Linked DNA regions of Anas platyrhynchos: region 1 is linked to region 2. A link is a contact called in public Hi-C data. All regions are on one chromosome and are shown on one strand. Each heading gives the region's core, a stretch centred on a gene start, on an enhancer-like site or on the middle of the called end of the contact. The rest is flanking DNA. Distances are from core to core; before and after follow the strand shown. Region 1 holds the start of PRKCI (protein kinase C iota). Region 2 holds the start of MYNN (myoneurin).

The links. A called contact is a pair of places that touch in the nucleus more often than the background predicts.
Region 1: a Hi-C map of subcutaneous adipose tissue shows a contact between it and region 2, with 2.0 times the contacts expected there. The contact joins the promoter of PRKCI here to the promoter of MYNN in region 2. A contact is called at or near these places in 2 of 8 Hi-C or Micro-C datasets (small yellow follicle and subcutaneous adipose tissue).

Annotation. Positions count from the first base shown.
Region 1 is chr9:4,901,991-4,904,690 of IASCAAS_PekinDuck_T2T, forward strand. It overlaps PRKCI (protein kinase C iota), which reads left to right and starts at 1,275. Exons shown (of 18, transcript XM_027464259.3): 1 at 1,275-1,487. The coding sequence starts at 1,378. It overlaps PHC3 (polyhomeotic homolog 3), which reads right to left and starts at 1,029. Exons shown (of 15, transcript XM_027464250.3): 1 at 841-1,029.
Region 2 is chr9:4,755,397-4,758,250 of IASCAAS_PekinDuck_T2T, forward strand. It overlaps MYNN (myoneurin), which reads left to right and starts at 1,522. Exons shown (of 8, transcript XM_027463988.3): 1 at 1,522-1,655; 2 at 2,002-2,291. The coding sequence starts at 2,026. It overlaps TRNAV-AAC (transfer RNA valine (anticodon AAC)), which reads left to right and starts at 1,098; the gene lies at 1,098-1,170.

The sequences.
Region 1 (2,700 bases), core at 25-2,524, 150 kb after region 2:
TGTTAGTTGTTCAAAGACTCACAAACGGGAGGTGGCACCTGATGTCTCAGGAATATGAAACTGAAGGGAGTTTTAGATCAGTTAGCCTAGCTTCCAGTTCTTCCTGCAACATATTGGTTCTAAGCCTCTCCCTGCTAAGGGGATGAGAGCTTTTTGGAACTGACCATAATTGAGCAGAGTTGAATTACACCATTACTTAAGCGTAGGTGGTAGCGGCTGCTTTGCACTACCTGGCATAGAAGAAAAAAGCCCAGCCTCCACGCCGACAATTAGCCACCGTACCGCATAAAGTTAACTCAAATCTTGCATGGGATATCCTGACAAACTCAGTACCTCTCCTGTCATGAAATGTTTTCCTCTTTGTGATGGAATACTCTTAGAGATCTTGCAGGAAACTTTTTGTTAAATTGTAGAGCAAGGTATCGTTAAGATACAGCAAGGTATTTCCTGCTGTGTGAAATTGATGCAAGACTGTTTGGAAACTGGGTGGAGCAAGGAAGTTTCTTCTGAGGAGGAAAAATACCTGCTGCAGGAAGGCCAGGTAGCAAGGCAAAAAGTTTTGTGCTTCGTAACCTCTTGCAAGGAAAACAGCACATGGGGCCTTAAGTTACTTTATCATCAAAGAGAGAAAAAACAAAACAAAACAAAAAAAACAGAGCAAGGTGCACGATTGGAATGTGCAGGTCTCGTGTAGCAGCCGCACGAAGCGGCTGAACGCCGCGCTGCTTTAACAAACAGCCGGGAACGGTGCCGATTACAGCAAGGAGGTAGTGAGGAAAAAAGGAAGTGTTTGCACACTATCAGAAAAAAAAAAAAAAAACACAACAAAGGTTAGGTTACCTATTCCTCAGGATTCCCAGAAGCGTCAAGGAAGTGCAGGGCAAAATAAATACGCGTTATCAACGACGCTACCAACGCGTTGTTAAACAGGGAAATCCTAAAAGAACCTATTTAGGATTAACAGTTCTGATAAAATACCTTTCCCTAAATCCTAAACATTCCATTCCTTTTAGCTAGGAAGCACCCTTTGTGTTTTTTTTAAAGAAAACCACAAACCACCACACCAGCTGTAGAAGCCCCTGCCCGTGCTCGCTCCCGCGCAGCCGCGGGGCCGCCCCCTGCCCGGCAGCCGCTGCGCGCTCCCGGCGGGCCGTACCAAGCGGCGGGGACACAGAGGGGGATCCCTTGTGCCCCGCCCTCCCCTCTCCCTCACGGGGGTGCGGGCGCCTCTTGGGCTCCTCCACTCTCCCCCCCTCTTTTTCCTCCCCGCAGTGGTTCCGCCCGGCCTGGGCGGGCTGAGGGCCGGCGGGGGGCGCGCGGCCGCCGCCTCCTCCTCGTAGCGCGGCCCCGGCCCCGGCCGCCGCCGCCGCCCCGGGGATGCCGACACAGCGGGACGGCAGCGGCACCATGACGGCTCCGGGCGGCGGAGGGGGCGGCCTGGGCGGGGACGGAGGCCACCAGGTCCGCGTGAAAGCCTACTACAAGGGGTGAGTGAGGCGGCGGCAGGGCCGGGGGCCCGCCCGGTGCCTCCCCGGTGCTTCCCCGGTGCCTCCCCTCACGGCCGTGCCCGCGCTGCCCCCCCCCCCTCCCCCGCGGGGCTCTCGGTGCCACAGTCGGGGAAAATGAGGAAAAAAATAGGGGTTTTGGGGCCGGGAGCTGCGTGTGGGGATCTGTTTGGGGCTGAAGGAGGAGAGTTGGGCTGAAAACCTGCCCTGTAGGGTCCTGGGGTGCTCCCTGGGGTTTCTGAGGGAGCCGAGTGGCAGCGAGGTGCTGGGGGCCTGCAGGGGGAGAGGCTGGGTGCTGCTGTCCTGCAGCAGCGTGTAACGACACATATAATCTGATATAATATAATATAAAGGGTGCCCTGCTGGGGGTGCGCAGCGCCCTGTTGGGCACCGACAGTTAGAGGAGCCGGCCTGAAAAGTCTGAGAGCAAGGTTCGTGGGGCCGTGGAGGTGGGTGGGAGGTGATCTCATCAGAAAACAACGCAGGTTGTGTTTTTGGGTTCGGATGGAGCTCCAGGCACTCTCAACAGCTTCCTTCCAGTTACCTGGGTTAAGTACGAGAAAAAACTTTCTATATTTACGGTGCTCACTGTCTGATATCTATAGTCTTATAGTTTTAAGGAGCAGTATATGCCTTGTAAATGCCTTGCTGAGCACTTGGCATTTGGTAATGCCCTTTGTTTCTGGGCTGTGTCTGCTCTGGGGCTTTTCTTGGCAAAAGTGCTGTAGGATCTGTGTAAAAGTGGCATAATCTGTGGTTTTATGAGGTCTGTGAAATGCTTTCAAACTAATAGTACGTGAAACTCTCTGCTCTTTTACAGTCCCTTTAATGCCCTATTTCTTAAAGGAGTGGAGATGGCCCTGGCCATTAGCTGACAGAAGTGTTCATTTTGTCAGGCAGCGAACTAAAGTGGAAACTGCTCTGGATTAAAACCATTTATTTTTCTTCTGCTGGGTCAGTTTTAATCTTGATCACTTCCACATGCAATCATTTGACTTCTTGCTTTAGCGCTGGGAGGCTGTGGCGCAAGAAGAGAGATAAAGCAGCCCAGGGTTGTGGGAGTGCAGAAGAAAACTGCTACATCGGAGAGGAATGCTGGCTCATGACACTTTAAATATTAGGTAGCAATTTCACAGGCGCTGGAATGTTTCCTTTGAGTTTCAACTGAGTTTCATCTGCTGACTTTTTAACTGTT
Region 2 (2,854 bases), core at 272-2,771:
CGGGACCTGGGGTCGGGGGTTAAGAACTGGGAGCTGGGGTCTAGAGGGCAAATACCTGGTGGTTGGGGTGTTTAGGGTTTGGGGTCTAAACGGCTTGGTGCTGGGGTCTGGGGGCTTGGGGTTGTGGGTTTGGGATCTAGGGTTTGGGGTTTACGGGTTTGGGGTTTATGGGTTTGGGGGTTTAGGGCTCGGGGTCGGTACCTGGTGGCTGGGTCCGAGCTCCAGGAGGTGGAGTCAGGAAGCTGGGAAACAGGGGGTGGGAGCTGGGGTCTGGGGGCGGAGACCTGGGGGCTCGGGATTGGGGGTTAGAATTTGGGGGCTGGGGCTGGGGCTGGGCTCAGGGGCTGAAATCTGGGCCTGTAACCACCCCAGGAGGTGGATTTGGCGCTGTAGGAAAAAGTGGTTTCAAATGGCACTTTGGCGTGAAACATCAACCCAAGGTGCGGCGTTCTATTTACTTACACAGACAGGCTGAAATATATCGCAAATGGATCGGGTGATTTTTGAAAATCGAGACCTCAAAGTTTCTCTGTCAGGTGAACGCTGCGATTGGTGGTGGTAGGACCCTTTCTCAGCCAGCAACGAAGATTTTCGACGTGGTTCAAATAAAAACCCAAAAGGTGGCGGGTCCAGCAGGTGTAAATCTCAGGGCTGTGTGTGGTGGTGGCGGTCTGTGTCCCCAATTCTCTGCCTGAAGGAGAGGGGGAAAAGATGCTCCGTCAGCCTGCACGCTCCAAGAAGTCACCTGCTTTTCCCTGAAACCGTACCAGACTACGCAGGGCCTTTTCCCACGTGAGAAGTGTTATAACGAAAGGCACCACAAACCCACAGCACCGCCGTTAGGAGCACAAACAACCTGTTTGTTCCCACAGCCCCGCTGAGGCTGCCTGTGGCAGGTGGGGCAGCGGGCAGTCACTGTCCCTGGGGGTGGTGCTTGGGGACACGGCTCAGTGGGTGATGGTGGTAGGGGGTGGTTGGATCAGGCGATTTTAGGGCTTTTCAACCCTAATGGTTTTGGGATTCTGGGGGGGAGGCCGCAGCCTGCTGTGAGGTGAGAGCCATGAGGGGGATGGCCGCAGAACTGGCTCCCGAGCGGGGTTTCCGTAGTGTAGTGGTTATCACGTTCGCCTAACACGCGAAAGGTCCCCGGTTCGAAACCGGGCGGAAACACCGGCGGGTGGCTCGCCTTTTCTTTTTTTTTTTTTTTTTTTTTCTCCCCTATATATTTCTCGACGTCGTGCTAGAAAGCAATCGAGGTCCGCCAGCGCTGCTGAGCCGGAGCCACGAATTGCTTTGAACTGCAAGCACCAACACGGAGACATGTCAGAGCCTTCAGTCCCAGCGGGACTACATCCCCCAGCATGCACCGCTCCCTAGCACCCTACACCCCAGCACTACCGCGCCGCGGTGCATCACGGGAGCTGTAGTCCACACCTCCCCGACCCTCCCAGCGGTCGTTCCGCGGCCCGTCCCGCCCCGTTCCCCTCCGGGCGGTGCCCGCCGGGTCCCCGCTCCCCCCGCAGCCTCCCCGTGCCCTTCTCCGGTCCCCGGCGGTCCCGGGAGCACCGGAAGTGGCGTGCGGGAAGCGGCGGCGGCACAACATGGCGGCCTGAGGCGGAGGCGCCGCCGCTTCCTCCCGCTCGTCCCCGCCGCAGGTGCGGGAGGCGCCGCCGCCTCAGGGCTGGGCCCGGGGGGGAGCGGCTGAGGCGGGCCCGGCCCGGCCCGGCGGGACCCGGGGGACACCGGGGAAGGGCTGAGGAGGGGCCCGGCCCCCGGAGGTTGCGGCCCGGCCGCTCCCCGTTGTCCCCCGGTGCTCCCCGGGTCCAGCCCCGGCGGCCGGGAGCTCCCCGCGGCTCTGAGGAGAGCCCCGTGAGGGAGGCGGCCGTGGGGGAGGGGGGGGGGGTCAGAGCTGGGGTGTCTGTCAGCATTAACTTTATTTTGAGGGAAGGGGGGGGGGAAAAGTGAAATCCGGTGTGTAACGGGGCTGCTTCGCTTTCCCAGGACGGAGGAGAGGCCGCTGGCAGGATGCAGTACGCCCATCACTGCGAGCACCTGCTGGAGAGGCTGAACAAGCAGCGCGAAGCCGGCTTCCTCTGCGACTGCACCGTGGTCATCGGCGAGTTCCAGTTCAAGGCGCACCGAAATGTGCTGGCTTCCTTCAGCGAGTACTTCGGGGCCTTCTACCGGGACGCCTCGGACAACAACGTCGTCTTGGATCAGACTCAAGTCAAGGCTGACGGGTTCCAAAAGCTCCTGGAATTTATTTACACGGGGAACTTGAACCTTGACAGGTAACGCGTGCGGATAGAAAATAGGGAAACAAACCGTGTTGGGGCAGTGCTGGGTTTTTTGTTTGTTGTAACACATCTGGGAGGAGCACAGTAGTGGATGTGATGCATACAAACCATTGAAGATCTTCTGTTTGCATGCTTCAGGGTAGCACATGACATACGAGTCCCAAAACAAAAGTATGTTGTCAGATATTTTGCTGATAGGTGCAGTTTCTTGAGTCTTTCTGTCAGGATCAGGAAGGATTAAAAATCCTGTGTGGTTACTGGGAGAGGGAGGGATAACTCCATTCTTCCCGAAGTTGGATTATAAGAGCCCTTTTTCCAGTCAACACACAGAAACTATACTTGTTTTCCCCCTTGTGGAGGTGTTTTTGTGCATGTTGTGTTACTTTGTGTACAGGGAGGGTTCTTCGCAGTGCTGCTCTCTCAGGGAAAAGAAAGAGGCGTGGCTCATTCAGCTGTGACTACTCAGAGGCACTTAGCCCAGAAGTGTAACTCCTGTTGCAATGTCTGGTGTCAAATGCATCCAGAAAAAAACTTTGTTGCTGCCAATGTCTGGAAAC